Regions from separate parts of the Mus musculus genome. Here regions 1 and 2 are each linked to region 3. The links are chromatin contacts, called in public Hi-C and promoter capture Hi-C maps. All regions are on one chromosome and are shown on one strand. The core of a region is the stretch at or near the end of the contact, and the rest is flanking DNA. Distances in the headings are between cores, read along the strand shown.

Region 1 (4,621 bases), core at 350-2,849, 230 kb after region 3:
AGCACACAGGAGACCGCAAAGAATCTTGACTTTTGCTGTAGAAAGGGGGTGTAGGGGAGAAAACTACCCACAAATAGAAACCTCCTGCTCGGCCAGGAAGACGTGTAGAGTCCATCTACCGTGTCCTGTGGATATCGATCGCTCTGCAAGGCATTTCTGTCCCAAGCTTTCAAATTTGCTTGTACCAGGCAGGGATTTGAAGGAGACGGTAATAGCAGGTAAACGGGGCTTCCCGCTTCTACTCACGGCCCCATGTCAGGACCCCACTGGGAAGACTTGGGTCAGATAGACAGTAGAGCATCTGTGGAAGTATTCTCCTATCCCCCCACCCACCCCCACCCCCATCCCCTATACACACACAGCAGCTGCAGAAGGCCGACCCAGGAGACCCTGGGCTGAAAGGGTCTCTGGCCAACTGTGTTCTTAACGGCCCGTGGTACACTAGCTGACATTCTCGCACAGCAGGGCTGTTGAGAATTATTTCTAAACCGGTTAGGGCCAGTTGGGAAGTCCACACCAAATTCTAGGAAGCGTCCAGGGCCAGGGCAGACTAGGCTTCCCCGTTTCCCTTTGTCGCTTAGGCACACTCTCCTAGGGCATCATACCAAGACTTCCAGGGAAATCACCTGCTGCCAAGGTGTCTGCCCCGGAACCTTGGCTCCACAAACCTGCTGTGTACACACACACACACACACACACACACACACACACACACACACACCCACCGGCCCTCTCTGGGCCACCCACATCCACATCTACTCTCAGCAAAGTTAAGTCCCCCGGGCCCAGGTAGCCCCAGCGTCCTCACCTTTGGAGAAAAGGGCAGCTAGGCTGATGAGCACGGGAGACCAGAGGTACCACAGAGTCCCCATCTCAGATGGGCACATCCTGGAGACTTGGAGCGCGGGTCCTCTGCTCCTCCGTGGTGTCCTCTGGCTGAAGAAGGGATGTCGCCAGATCCCCGGAGAAGAGAAGCTGAGCTGGATGACCAAGACGCATCTGGCTAGGGACCCGAGCAGCAGGGCCGCCCTGTGCCGGGTCCCCACAGGTCCATAGCCAGGCCGCTCAGGCTCCGGGGTCCCGCAGCGCAGGCCGAGGCTCACCTCAGTCTTTCGACTGCGCTGAGGACTGGCTCGTGAATTGAATTTCACTCCACAAGGGGGGTCTCCGGTGTTGCGTCCCCAAGCATGGAGAGCGCTCTGAGGACTCCGGCTGGGAGGCTGCGGTGGGCTAGCGCGCGCGGGCGGCTGCGGGGCTGCGAGGTTGCGGGGCCCGGGGCGCGGGCAGAGGCGGCGCGGGGGTCCCCGGGCTGGTAGCCAGGCACGCGTGGGGACCCGGGGCACATAGCCTCGCCGCCCCCATCCCGCGCCACGGGGCTTCGGCGCGCGCGCTCCGCCGCCCAAAGTTTGCGGGGCGCTGCGGCTCCACCCCAGCCCGCCCCGGCTCCCCACGCGCGCCCGGCGCACGGCCGGCTCCGGAGACGAGCAGCGCTCGGGGCGGAGGGCGAGCGGCGCGCGGACGAGTAGGCGCGAGCTCGGGGCGGCTGCATCCGAGCGCACCCAGAGCAGCGTGCCCAGGCGGGCTGGGGTTGTTGCTTCCTAATTTCTCTCTCTTCCTCTCTCCCTCTCTCTCTCTTTTTAAGCCCCACCCTTCTGGAGTGACAGCTGTGAGCCCCAATCCGCAAAGTAGGTCCCACCTTCCTGGTTGCGGGGCGCCCAGCCTCGCAGTCGCCCTCTCTATGTGCTCGAATAGGAGGGAGATGTTCAAAGGAGGTTATGGACACCCCGCAAGCCCCGAGGAGCGCGCACGAGAACCAGCGTGGATGTCCACGCTCACAACAGGTGTGGAAAGGCCATCTGCCCTGCCTTCTTAAAGCTTCTGACTATAGGCGGCCTTCAGGCAAGGACAGTTCAGGAACCCCTAACATAGGCTGAAGTGTTTCCGGTGAACTCTAGATTGTGAGCCTGGGATGCCAAAATGACCCTCAAATTCCTGTCCCTGAAAGATTTCCATCCTGGCTCCCCGCTGGCCTTTGGGCATTAGGGAATTGGCATTAGGGAAGATATTTCATTGAAAAGCTAATAGGTACAGCTCTCCACTCATGCCTTCCAGGGTATCTAAGGCGAACTCACACCAAGATACATAATACCCATGCTAGTGTCCCGAGCCGGAGCCCTCCTCACTGCTCCGCAGAGCCTTGGAAACAAGCAGATGTTGTGGGGATTCAGAGAGGAAACCCAGCATCACTCCAACGAGTGGGTTCACTTCTGCGGATAAAAATGGACTGGGTTAGTTAATTTTCTTTGTGCCATGACAAAATACTTAACAAAAGCAACTTAAGGGAAAGAGAGTCCGTTTTGGGCTCACAGGCATGAATTGGTTAGTTTTTGTCCGGTTGACATGAGCTAGCGTCATTTGGGAAGAAGAAACCTCCGCTGACTAAATGCCTCCATCAGATTGCCCTGTAGGGAGCCTGTGGGCATTTTCTGGATCAATGATTGCTGTGGGAGGAGCCACTGGAAGTAGTACCGCCCCTGGGCGGGTGGTCCTGGGTTTTATATGAAAGGAAAGCTACAAAGGCCATGGAGAGCAAGTCAGTGGGCCGCTTCCTTCCACTGCTTCTGTGTGTCTGTTCCTGTCTCCGGATTCCGACTCTAACTTCCCTCCATGATGGATTTAAACTAGAGGATGAAACCAACCCACTTCTCCTCAAGTTGCTTTTGATCTTTGTTTTTATCACAGCTTGGCAGCAAAGAGCATGAGGCAGCTGGTCACATGGCATCTGCAGTCAGAAACTGGGGGCGAGGGCGCCAGGCTGGTGCTCAACTTGCTCTCTCTGTATTTAGTCTGGGGCCTCTGTCCATCCATGGTAGCACCCACATTCAGGATGAACCTTCCTCTTCAGTTAAACCTTTGTGGGAACCCCCAGAGGTGGGTCTTCATGGTGACTTTTAAGTTAGAACATGACAGGACTCACAGAATCTGGCTAAGGAGGCAATCCACACCAGGGAGCTACAAAACCATCCCCAGCTTTAAGCATTTTCAGCTCCCTGACTTCCAAGGGAAGATCAGAGGAGTCAGGGTTGTTCTGCCAAAAACAGCCCAAAGGCCTCTGTCTTTCTGGGTATCCTCATCTTTGGGGTACCAGCTCCAGATTTGTCCTGTGTGCCTTTCTTAAATTTTGTCTTTCTGGTGTTCTGTCTGTCTCTGTCTCTATATCTCTCGATCTCTTTCTGTGTGTGCATGAGCACGGGCACACACATGCGCGCGCACATGCACTCACACACACACACACATTTTCTGTTTTCTAAAAACTTTACAGAGTTAGCAATACAAAGAACCTGGTTGAAATGACTGCTGTGCCCATCCCTGAACTGATGTATCGAGGCAGGTGGGACTCCAGGCTGCCTTACTCTTTTCCCCGACGGATGGGAGAAACAGAGGTTTCATCTCTGGCAGGCATTTCTCTGAATGACCCTTCACATCTCACCAAGCTTCCCCCTTATTTCTTTGTGGCTGATCCAATTGTGTGGATTCACGTATATTTTTAAAGGTTTATTTATATTTATGTTGTGTATGTGAGTGCTTTGCCAACATGTATGTAAATACCTTGTGTGTGTACAGTAACAGCAGAGACCAGGAGAGGCCAATCCCCTGGAACTGGAGTTACAGACAGTTGGGAGCCACCATGTGAGTGCTAGGAATCAAACTCCGAGTTCACTGCAAGAGCAGCCGGGATTCTTAAACACTGAGCCATCTCTCTAGATCCCCAAGTGAGTGTGTGTGTGTGTGTGTGTGTGTGTATGTGTGTGTCACACACATATACATACACACACACACACACACACACACACACACACACACACATATATATATATATATATATATATATATATGATTTTTGCAGCCTTGGCTGTCCTGGAACTTGCTTTATAGACCAGGTTGTCCTGGAACTCAGAGATCCACCTGCCTCTGCCTCTGCCTCCAAGTACTAAGTTGAGTACTGGGCTTAAAAGGATGCCTCCACCACTGGCCAGCTCAAGCCTATTTTTAGGACAATCCTTAAGTTCATCTCCTAGAAGTGAATGGCTTCTATTTTTTATTTTAAAAATGACTTTACTTTTTTTTTTTCCTAAATCATCGTCCCCCTGAATCGTAAACAGCAGGCAACTCTTTTAAGGTATATCACCGCACAAGGCTTCTCTATGTCCTTAAGATCAAAGAGTCGAGCTGCTGCCTAGGATTTCTTCATCATACGTAGTTACCTGGCAAACATTTTCTCTGTTCAAACTGTGCAGACCCAACGAGTGGTTAAAATAAGAGGTAAGAATGACTCCCCCTCCAACTCTCTTCATGGGGCTGCTGGAATGTGTGTGCCCACTCTTCCACAGGCAATTAGCAGAGCTGAGGGTGGGGGAGCCAGTCCTTGGGAAGGCCTTCGACTATTCATGGCTGCCTGCCAGGACTTCAGCTGCAGCCTGGTGCCAGAGGCAACCCCTTCCTATTGGATCCACTAGCCCTGTCATTCTCGATGGTCAGAAGTGTGCTTTCCTCCAAGAATATGTGTTTCATCTGCAAAGCTATAAATCAATTGGAAGCCAAACTTCTACCGATGATTAAA
Region 2 (4,180 bases), core at 361-2,860, 160 kb after region 3:
AGGATCTAGGGAATGGAGCCACCCAGCGTGGGCTGGGTCTTCCCAGGTCAATCAACTTAATGAAGACAGTCATCCCCAGACATCCTCACAGGCCAACCTGTTCCAGACAGTCCCTCATTCAGACTCTCTTCCCAGATGGTCCTAGGCTGTATCAAGTTGACAATAAAAATTACCTGGCTTAGCTGCAGCTGGTCAGTGGTCCAGCTCCATTTCCTGGAAACCCCCTCCCACTGTTCCCTTCTGGCTATTTCTAAAGCAAGCCATGCTACCTTAGAAAGCACAAAAATAACACTAGGCGCCAAGCAAGGGGGTCTCTGAAGGCCACAGATCAAGGCTCAACGATAAACTCTAGAACAGGATGAGGCCTCCAGAGTTAGCCTGAGAAAAATGTACAGAATGTAGTTATTTTACTAATGCGATTCTGACCGATGGTCCCGACCTCTTATTTAATGTAATGCTATTATATAATATAGGATTCTATTTAGGAAACAGTAGCTTAGATTCTCAGCCAAAGAGCAGGCTGAACATTACTGCTCAGGAGAGAGCTGAGAGCAGACTGACCCTGCATACCCAGCTCATAGCCCAGCTACCTCAAGAACCCTGTTCTCACTCTATCTGCGGAATCTACAGTCTCCAACACACTTAGACCTCAGGTAAGATGAGCCAGGACCCCAAGATGCCCTGACCAAAATATGAAAGAACAGAACACTGTCTCAAAACAAAGGCAAGTTCTGAGACCCCAGAAAGGGGAGGTAAGGAGAGAAAACAGTCATATCAGGAGCACAAAGGGCTGTGTGGACAGCAGTGACCCCAGAAGAGACGTCCTGAAGATGGAGATACGGAAAACCGCAGAAGACCCATAGGGGCACAGCGGGAGAAGGGCCCAGAGAAGGCACTAGGGGTGGGGGACACACTCCCATGTGTCCTTGGCTCTGCATGCAGTGGAGGGGAGATGGGAAGAGGAGGAAGAGAAGGAAGAGGAGGCAGGCCAGACACACAGGGGAAGTAGAAACTGCTGAACATGGTGTAGATCTGACAGGTCATGAGCCAGCAAGAAGGGAGGAGAGAGGAAAGAAGGGTGGGGGGGGGGAGGGATGCAAGAAAAGAGGTGGGGGAGGGGAAGGGAGGGGAAGATGGAGGGATGCAAGAAAGGAGGTGAGGGAAGGGAAAGGAGGAGATGGAGGGAGGGAAGAAGAAAATAGAGGGGAGTAGGGAAGACACAAGGAGGAAGAAAATGAGGGGTGAGAAAGAGAAAGGGAGAGATATGTGGAGACCCTGATAATAGACAAAGTTAACAGCTTTCTCCAGACCACTTCCCAAAACACACAAACAAAACAAAAGAACAAAAAACAGACAAATAAAAAATTTGCTCTGATCTTCAAAGACAGGTAGAAATGGTCATAGGAAGTATCACTAAATCCCTGAAGACCAAGTAAGATTGTAGCAAATGCTTGGCGCAAACTTCAGCCATATTTTATTTTTAAAATAGGAAGGACATTACGCCCTCAAGTCAGTTGCTTGGAAATTCACAGTCTTCGGGGACATCTTGGGTCACGTTATAAATAAAGCCACCCCTGTAGCTGGCTGGCACATCCTCACTCAGCGAAGGAGACCCGTGGGCATGCTGAAAGACCAACTGAAGATTGGCCCACAAGGGCCTGGGGGTGGGTGCCAGAGATGCAAAAGCCAAGAAGCAGGGCTGAGTCCCCACCAACAGGGTGAAGTCTTTCCAGATGCTCCGATGCTCCTTCAGCTTCGAAGGGGCTCACCTAGAAAGCGAATTGGAGTCCCTAGGGAGATGTTTTTTTAAAAATGAATCCTTCAGAAAGCCCAGCGATAAAAAAGAAACAAGCGCCCCGCTAGCCTAATGTAGGACAGACAAGCAGAAAATACAAAAGATGAAACTCAGACCTGAGCTAGGAGGGTGAGCAGAGAGCTGCGCGGGCGTTTAAAGGAACAACATGTGGGCAGGTCCACGCTAATAAATTTGGAAATCTAGAGAAAAGGGGGACGTCTCTAGGAAACTGTGCATTCTAAAAACACGCACCGGGAGAGATGCGATTATAAAGTAGAGAATAGAGCTGTAAAAATTACGACTCACGATCACGGGGCCTGGTCTAAGGAAAAGCATTGGTGTCAGAAGGGAAGAAAGCAAAACTCCCGCTGACCCAGGCTGGAGGGGGAAGGAGCGCAGGTCAGAGGATAAGCGCAAGGCTTAGGACTCAGTGTGGAGCCAACACCAGCATCAGCCTGGCTTTCCAGGTCTCAGGGGAAGGACAAAGGGGAAATAAACGAGAGAAATACAAACTCAGAAAAAAAGGACAGGAACATATCATTATCTGGAAACAAAATGAGTCTTTATTTATTTATTTACTTACTTACTTACTTGCTTCTTCATTGAGACAGGGCCGAACTTAGTCCAGGCTAAGCTGCCTTGGATTCCTGATCGTCCTTCCTCATCTTGCAAATTCTGGGTTTGCAAGTGTGCACCCCATATATGATTTTAAAAAAAAAGTTTAAGACAGTCTAAGAAACCTGAAATATAGTTTCCTTGTTAAAGAAAAAAAAGAGAGAGAGAGACAAAACACTAGGTGGCTGAAGAGGCGGCTCAGCAGTTAAGAGCACTCTTTGTTCTTGCAGAAGAAAGAGAGTCCATTCCTGGAATGGACATAACAGCATAGGGTGGGATGGATGTCCAGTTCCAGGGTATCCTTGCACGTCTGCTCTGTGCAGGCACTGCACACACACATGGTGCACAGGTATACATGCAGGCGAACCCTCATACCCACCATTTTAAAAATCTTTTTTAAAATGTAATAAAATGTGTTAAGATAGTACTTAAATTTTGAAAATTCCAAATAATGTGATCATGTGGGATTCTGACTAAGTAGTACCCTAGGAGTGACCAAACAAAGTCAAAATGTTTACTCATTTTTCACTCACTGTGTTAACAAACAGAGTAGATAGATAGATAGATAGATAGATAGATAGATAGATAGATAGATAGATAGATAGATAGATAGATAGACAGACAGACAGGCAGACAGACAGACAGACAGATAGATCTTTGATCTAGATAGATCTTTGATCTAGGGTCATGTCTGAAAGTTCCCTTTAAAGCATGTCAAAAATGTTCCTAAAGAAAAATTCAGCCCCAAGCAACATAGAGGAAATAGAGAGAGAGAGGAAAAAAAGCAAGTTGATATCACTGTTGATGGATGAAGAATCCAAGTGAATTAACAAAGATTAAAAAAAAACAAAAACCACGGTGTCTAACAAGAGGCAGGGAACTCAAAACTCAAACCAATAATGTCTCTTTACAAAGCAATAGCAGTTAAGATACACGATGTATAAAGATTTCATTTATAGTTCTCAGGAAAAAAACAAACAAAAACAAAAACAGCATCCTTGAGAATGTTCAACAACTTACCCCTCCCCCTTCTAGGGAAGGTGCTTATGTTCAGCTGGAGAAAAAAAATGAGCTGTTAGGTCCCTGTGGAAATGAACTGTATGGAAAAGCATGCTGCTAGACACAGGCACCACCACCATCCCCCTCCCCTGAGCAGTCAGTAAGCTCCCTTCTTAATGCCACCTTGGTCCTGTTTCTCTCTTCCCCTCAGCTCATGTCCACACCTGCTGGCTGTGTCTCCCTGTACCCATATTCACTGAACTCTTGGTGATCAGCTTCCAGAGGACTGGGGATGCTCTGAGCCTGATTGTGACACCTCCAAAGGTGATCCTCCATACATGTACTCCTGCCTGTCTTCCATGATGACCTAAAGACTATTCTGTCATCATCCCAGAGCCCAGGGATGCTGAGTGTGTGCCAACCATCTCTAAATATGTTATTTTACTAACAAGGCTGACTTGGCTGATGATCAAGGCTGTTTCTGATCTAATTGTGTTGGGGTCGCTGTATTAGTGTGTGGACCCAAGGTCGTGACAGGAGAAAGACAGCCAGCCCCTCTGGAGTTGGGGAATGGGAGATATGGCTGCCTTCTTCAGAAGTAGGTATTCAGGAAACAGGACCCCACTTCTATATCTCCATGAAACTGAATGCCCCCAACAGCCAGATGAATCCAGGAAGCCCGTTCAACCTGCCTACTTAGGCTTTGAATCACGTATGCAGAAAGCACAGCCAAGAAGAATACCTGAAGAGACCAGCCCCTAAAACGTGGAG
Region 3 (4,722 bases), core at 1,717-4,216:
CCCTCGGGGAAGATGCAGTGGTAAACAGGAGCTGGGAGATATTAATTTAGAACAAGTATGCTCTCTCTTTAGAGAACCTATCAGCATGTGAATTTTGATATTTTTTTCTCTCTTCATCAAATATTTATAAAAAATAACTGTTTGCCATTGAAAACAATCTGAGATGGGCTCACTCCTAACTGTTCTGATCACGGCTTCAGCTCCTGGTTTTCCTTGATTTCTGTTGGTATTCTGTTGTGGAACACTAGAAGAAGCTCATCGACAGGTCACGGCTTGGCTTTGAACACAGTGGGCGTGATTAGAAAAATAATGCGCACTTGCGGGGAATTACTTTCTTATCACAGCATCCTAGTTCTCCTATTCTGCTGATTTATCTGTAAAAGAATATAGGTAAAAAAGAAACTTGTTCCCTTGCAAGAAGTCCCTTGCTTACTTCCCTAGCAATGTGGGAAGGTTCTTGAATACGGGTGCGGGGGTAGAGGGGAGAATACCTAGGTGGTTGTTGGGGTAGGGATTCTATAGGCTCTAATATTCTCCTGAAAACTCTTTGATGGACATTGGATCTCAGCATCAGACAATCCTATTGACCCCGGGTAATTCTTTCTAAGCAGTTTTTAATTATACTGGGGACTTTGTGGTCCAGGCACACATGTGGGTGGGGAGAAAATGTACTGATCAGCAGGTATGCATTTGGAAGCCTGGGCGCTTAATTGTAAATTAAGAAGCTGGCCATGAGGGCTTTTTTTTTTTTTTTCCATATACTATCTTTTATAGGTCAGAGGTCTTGGTTGCAGTCAGCAACAGCCATACTGAATCTGCAAGAGTCAATAAGTGAGCTTTGATGATATGAAGCCAGACTAAGAAATGGCAACCAGCCAGCCAACTCTGCAGTATCACCAAAGCCTTTGCTTTGCAGCTGCGACTTCTCATGCAGTTGGACAGGTTAGCTGGGAGGGAAGGGGCCAGGAGACAGTTCAGGCATTTGCTGGATGGAATGCTCTCCTTTATGAGGTCTTTGGAAGTGTGTCTGCACAACAGGACATCCATACCTGGGCTACAGATAGACACCAGGTAATGAGTCTTTAGGAGACAATGCTTCCATTTCCTTCCTCTGGAATGCTAAAAGGGGGTTGGGATGGGTATCAATTGAGCCAAAGCACAGATCCCTCTGCAGACTCCCTTGAGAGTAGCTTACGAGAACTAAGGGATGGGTAAGGAAGACACAGTTGAACAGCTAGAGCCTGGTGTGCATAGCTTGAAAGCTCCCAGGTAGCCTGAGAACCCTGGGGAAAGCCACTAATGTTCCCCTGTATTGCTTACATGACATGGATTAGGCCAGAGGTTACCTGGAGGATAGTGGTGAAAGACCATGATGGATAAGGTAGGTCAGTGATGACACCAAACTCCCCTTCCATCATTCCATCCCCAAAGCGGCCATGACAGGCTTAGGTACTACTTGTGGGGAAAGATGAGAAAATGGTTTTGACCAACTACTGACTGAGTTGAGTTTTCTGTCACTTGAATAGAAAGAAGATGAGAAAAAGGCACTGAATTAAGTCTCGACTAAAACTGCATTGTTTATATACCTGTGTGTCTCATCCTCAGCAGCGCCCTCTACAGAAAGTCTTGCTTTATACAGAATGGTGGTAAGGGCTTCCAGAATGCACCTGTTCACAGAACAGAAGGGAAGCTATGGTAGGGTCCAATCTTGTTTGATGTTGTCCTTTGAGCACTGACTAATGCTTATCTGCAACTGTGAATTTCCTCATCTTGGAATTGTTCTCATCTCTGTGTGTCTATTATTTACTTTCTGAGCAGGCTTTCCATGCTGGGACAAGAGTCCCCCCAGATGGCCATGTCCAATGATATTTCTAGAGGGACACACACAGTACAGCAAAACTGTGATACCACTACTGCTGGTGACCACAGAGACCCAACCCACATTTAAAGCAGCCACAGGAAAATTAAATGGGATGACGCAGGGGGGATCAGGCTTCCCAGTGGAGTGACACAGATACTGAATATTCCTTTTAGCAAGAACCTGTGGCCACCTGTGCTGCACTATTAATACAGGAATGTCACTTGAAGCTCCTTGTTCCCATGCTTACTGTAGTATTGTGGTTCTGTAGGTCGCCTGGGTAAAGACATGGTGTCTTGTGACGTATAATGAGCACCTGGGTGACAAGTTGTAACTATTTTTATTGTGAGCCCTAGATAGTGGTGCTATGTCTGTAATAATAGTGACAATCTGGGTGGTGATTTGGTATCCTCTAGGCATGGTGACCCTGAGTGATGATTTCACATCCTATAGTCATGGTGACCCCCCAGGTGGTAACTTAGTATCCTGTGTCATAGTGACCACTAGGTAGTAACTCGATACCCTCTACTCATGGAGGGTAGACACTGCCTGGTGTCTACTCTTGGTGGTAACTTGGTGCCCTCTATTCATGGTGATCCTTGAGTGGTGACTTGATGAACTATAGTCATGGTGACCACTAGGTAGTGACTTAGTGCCCCTCTACCATGGTGACTACCTGGGTAGTGACTTGGTCTCTATAGTCAAAGTGAATCCTGGGTAGTGGCATAATGTCCTATAATTATGGTGCCCCCTGAGAGGTGATGTTTTGTCTAACAGTCACAGTGACCCCTGGGTGGTGACTTTGTATACTGTTTCCATGGTGAACATTTGCTTGGCCAACCTCAGTCCCCAGCCCTTCCAGAGAGCCTGCTGACACTGTATGAGCGGAAGACCCTCCCACACAATGTAGAGTTAACATAGAATACCGGCATTGGCCACATCCCCAGGAGAACAGAAACAATTTTACCAGGCAGGGCATTCAGAGGGCTCAGAAGTCTGCCTCCTAGGATCCAGGGACAAAGGGACAAAGCTTTCTTCTGTTTGGGCAAGGCTAATCCTGCACACAGCCAGAGTCCCTTGAGTACCCTTGAATGAACAAGGGGCAAACAAATCCAGAATAAACCAACCACACATTCTTCTGCTTCCCTTTTCAGTGTTTGTGAGCACCTCGGACACTGTAGGTCCCCATCCCCCACCCCTCCATCCCAGCCACCAAAAGCTGTGAAGGGGGCCTGCTAGGTGTTCGTGGCGTGGGTCCAGCTTTTGTTCCACCCGTCAGCAGATGCTTTCCAGAGCAAGAATAGCAAGCGCTGGGCTCCTCTGCAGCTTGTAATGACAGCCAGCCCCAGCGGACATGCTGAGGGAGCCGAGGAGGAGCAGGAGATGTCTGGCCTTCTGTGCTGGAGTCTGTGAAATATTGTTTACTGTGAGGAAAGAGGAATGGCATATCACAAGAATAGAAAAAAAGAAGAGAAAAGAAAACAGCCCACAAATCCCTGGCTCTTAAACTAGGTTCACCACGAAGGGTAAGTGGTATGTGTTCTGAGGAGCTTTAACGCAGCCGTCTTCACACTAAAGCTTTAGCAACAAGAGTGGCGATCCCATTCTCCTGTGTGCGCAGGCTTTGCAATTAGCAGGGCAGAGAGGCTTGCAAAGATTTCTCAAGCTATCAATTTCCCTCCAAGGAGTGGGTGGCAAGGCCCAGACACGGAGAGCATGGCAGGCCTTTTGGCACAAGTCCATCTTAATCATATCCTGGCCTGGGATTGCTTTTTATCTGTGAGAGTACATGGGTAATGGAAAGCAGGTTTGGATGTTATCGGCAAGGGTAAGGAAGGCAGGAGGTAAGGGAGAGCATGGATACAGCAAGCTCACACAGGGCTCCGTTGACTGATAGGCTTGAGGCGGCCAGCTTGTTCTACGGGGAGAAGCACAGATGCATCTTCTGAGCCATTTTGTTCCCGAAATAGAATAGATGGCTCTCACAAGCTAGGAGAAAGCCATAAGGATGGGTAGGATGGTTCAGTGGGTAAAGGTGCTTACTGCCAAAACCGACGATTTGAGTTTGATCCGCAGGATCCACATTATGGAAGAAGAGAACCAACTCCCTCGCATATAAGATGTGTGTATGCGTGCATGCGCACACGCTTGCATAAACACACACACACACACACACACACACACATTTAAAGATATATAATAAAAATGTAAAAAGGAAAGAACATGCCTTGTAGAAGAACATGCTGCCTCCACTGACTGACATACTCTTCTCTCTAACACTCATCTACACTATCCTTAGTTCTTACTATTTCACAGCCCTGCCCTCCCCCGTCCCCACCCCAGCAGCACATCACCCACACTGGATTCCCATGCACATATAGGACTGTGGCTCTCAGCATTTGAGCTTAAATCAACGACCTAGCAGCTATGCTAAAACAGACTGCCAGCACAAGCCTGATTAAGGTCAAGGTGGCCCCCAGCATCCATCACTAAGTGTCTAGAGGATGCCGAGACTGGCAGTTTAGAAGCAGTTTGCAAATCAGTGTACAGAGCTTCCCAGTCAATCACTGGAAAGAACACTATGGAGCTCTCAGAGTAGGGCATGACAGACAAGACAGGAAGAGGCAGAAGGTAACTATCGTTCTGGCCCTGGGAGGACTGTAGAAGGCTCTTCCTACCCCTCTGTGACCTGCACAGTTGCCCTTTAAATGAGAGAGTGCCCTTCTAGAAAGCCACAGGAAACCTGACAATGGGGGGATGCTCATAGCCATCAATCAAGATCATGAATAGGCTTAGACTCAGCCTCTGGTACACCAGGGAGGGGTTGGGGCTCTCAGCTCCCTGTGCTGGCTGTGGAGAGGAAA

Evidence for each region. Promoter capture Hi-C pulls out the DNA fragments that hold promoters and counts their contacts. A called contact is a pair of places that touch in the nucleus more often than the background predicts.
Region 1: a contact with region 3 is called in a promoter capture Hi-C map of hippocampal neurons, with 3 times the contacts expected there. The contact joins the promoter of Tmem132d here to the enhancer-like site in region 3. A contact is called at or near these places in 5 of 39 promoter capture datasets (cranial neural crest, embryonic stem cells, frontonasal cranial neural crest and 2 more), 3 of 484 Hi-C or Micro-C datasets (cerebellar granule neurons and cerebral cortex) and 1 of 115 datasets of contacts at active chromatin or transcription factors (embryonic stem cells).
Region 2: a Hi-C map of cerebral cortex shows a contact between it and region 3, with 2.2 times the contacts expected there. The contact joins two enhancer-like sites. A contact is called at or near these places in 2 of 484 Hi-C or Micro-C datasets (cerebral cortex and embryonic stem cells) and 1 of 115 datasets of contacts at active chromatin or transcription factors (neural progenitor cells).

What each region holds. Positions count from the first base shown.
Region 1 is chr5:128,431,478-128,436,098 of GRCm38.p6, forward strand. It overlaps Tmem132d (transmembrane protein 132D), which reads right to left and starts at 1,600. Exons shown (of 9, transcript NM_172885.2): 1 at 809-1,600. The coding sequence starts at 887.
Region 2 is chr5:128,359,526-128,363,705 of GRCm38.p6, forward strand. All of the region lies in intron 1 of Tmem132d (transmembrane protein 132D), which reads right to left. Among named protein-coding and RNA genes, the nearest start is that of Tmem132d, 71 kb to the right of the region's middle. Within about 2 kb of position 1,611, at least 4 of the 459 cell types and tissues checked have an H3K27ac peak or open chromatin away from gene starts, as enhancers often do. A contact at or near this core is called in cerebral cortex, where this site is marked.
Region 3 is chr5:128,201,300-128,206,021 of GRCm38.p6, forward strand. All of the region lies in intron 2 of Tmem132d (transmembrane protein 132D), which reads right to left. Among named protein-coding and RNA genes, the nearest start is that of Tmem132d, 230 kb to the right of the region's middle. Within about 2 kb of position 2,967, at least 42 of the 459 cell types and tissues checked have an H3K27ac peak or open chromatin away from gene starts, as enhancers often do. A contact at or near this core is called in cerebral cortex and hippocampal neurons, where this site is marked.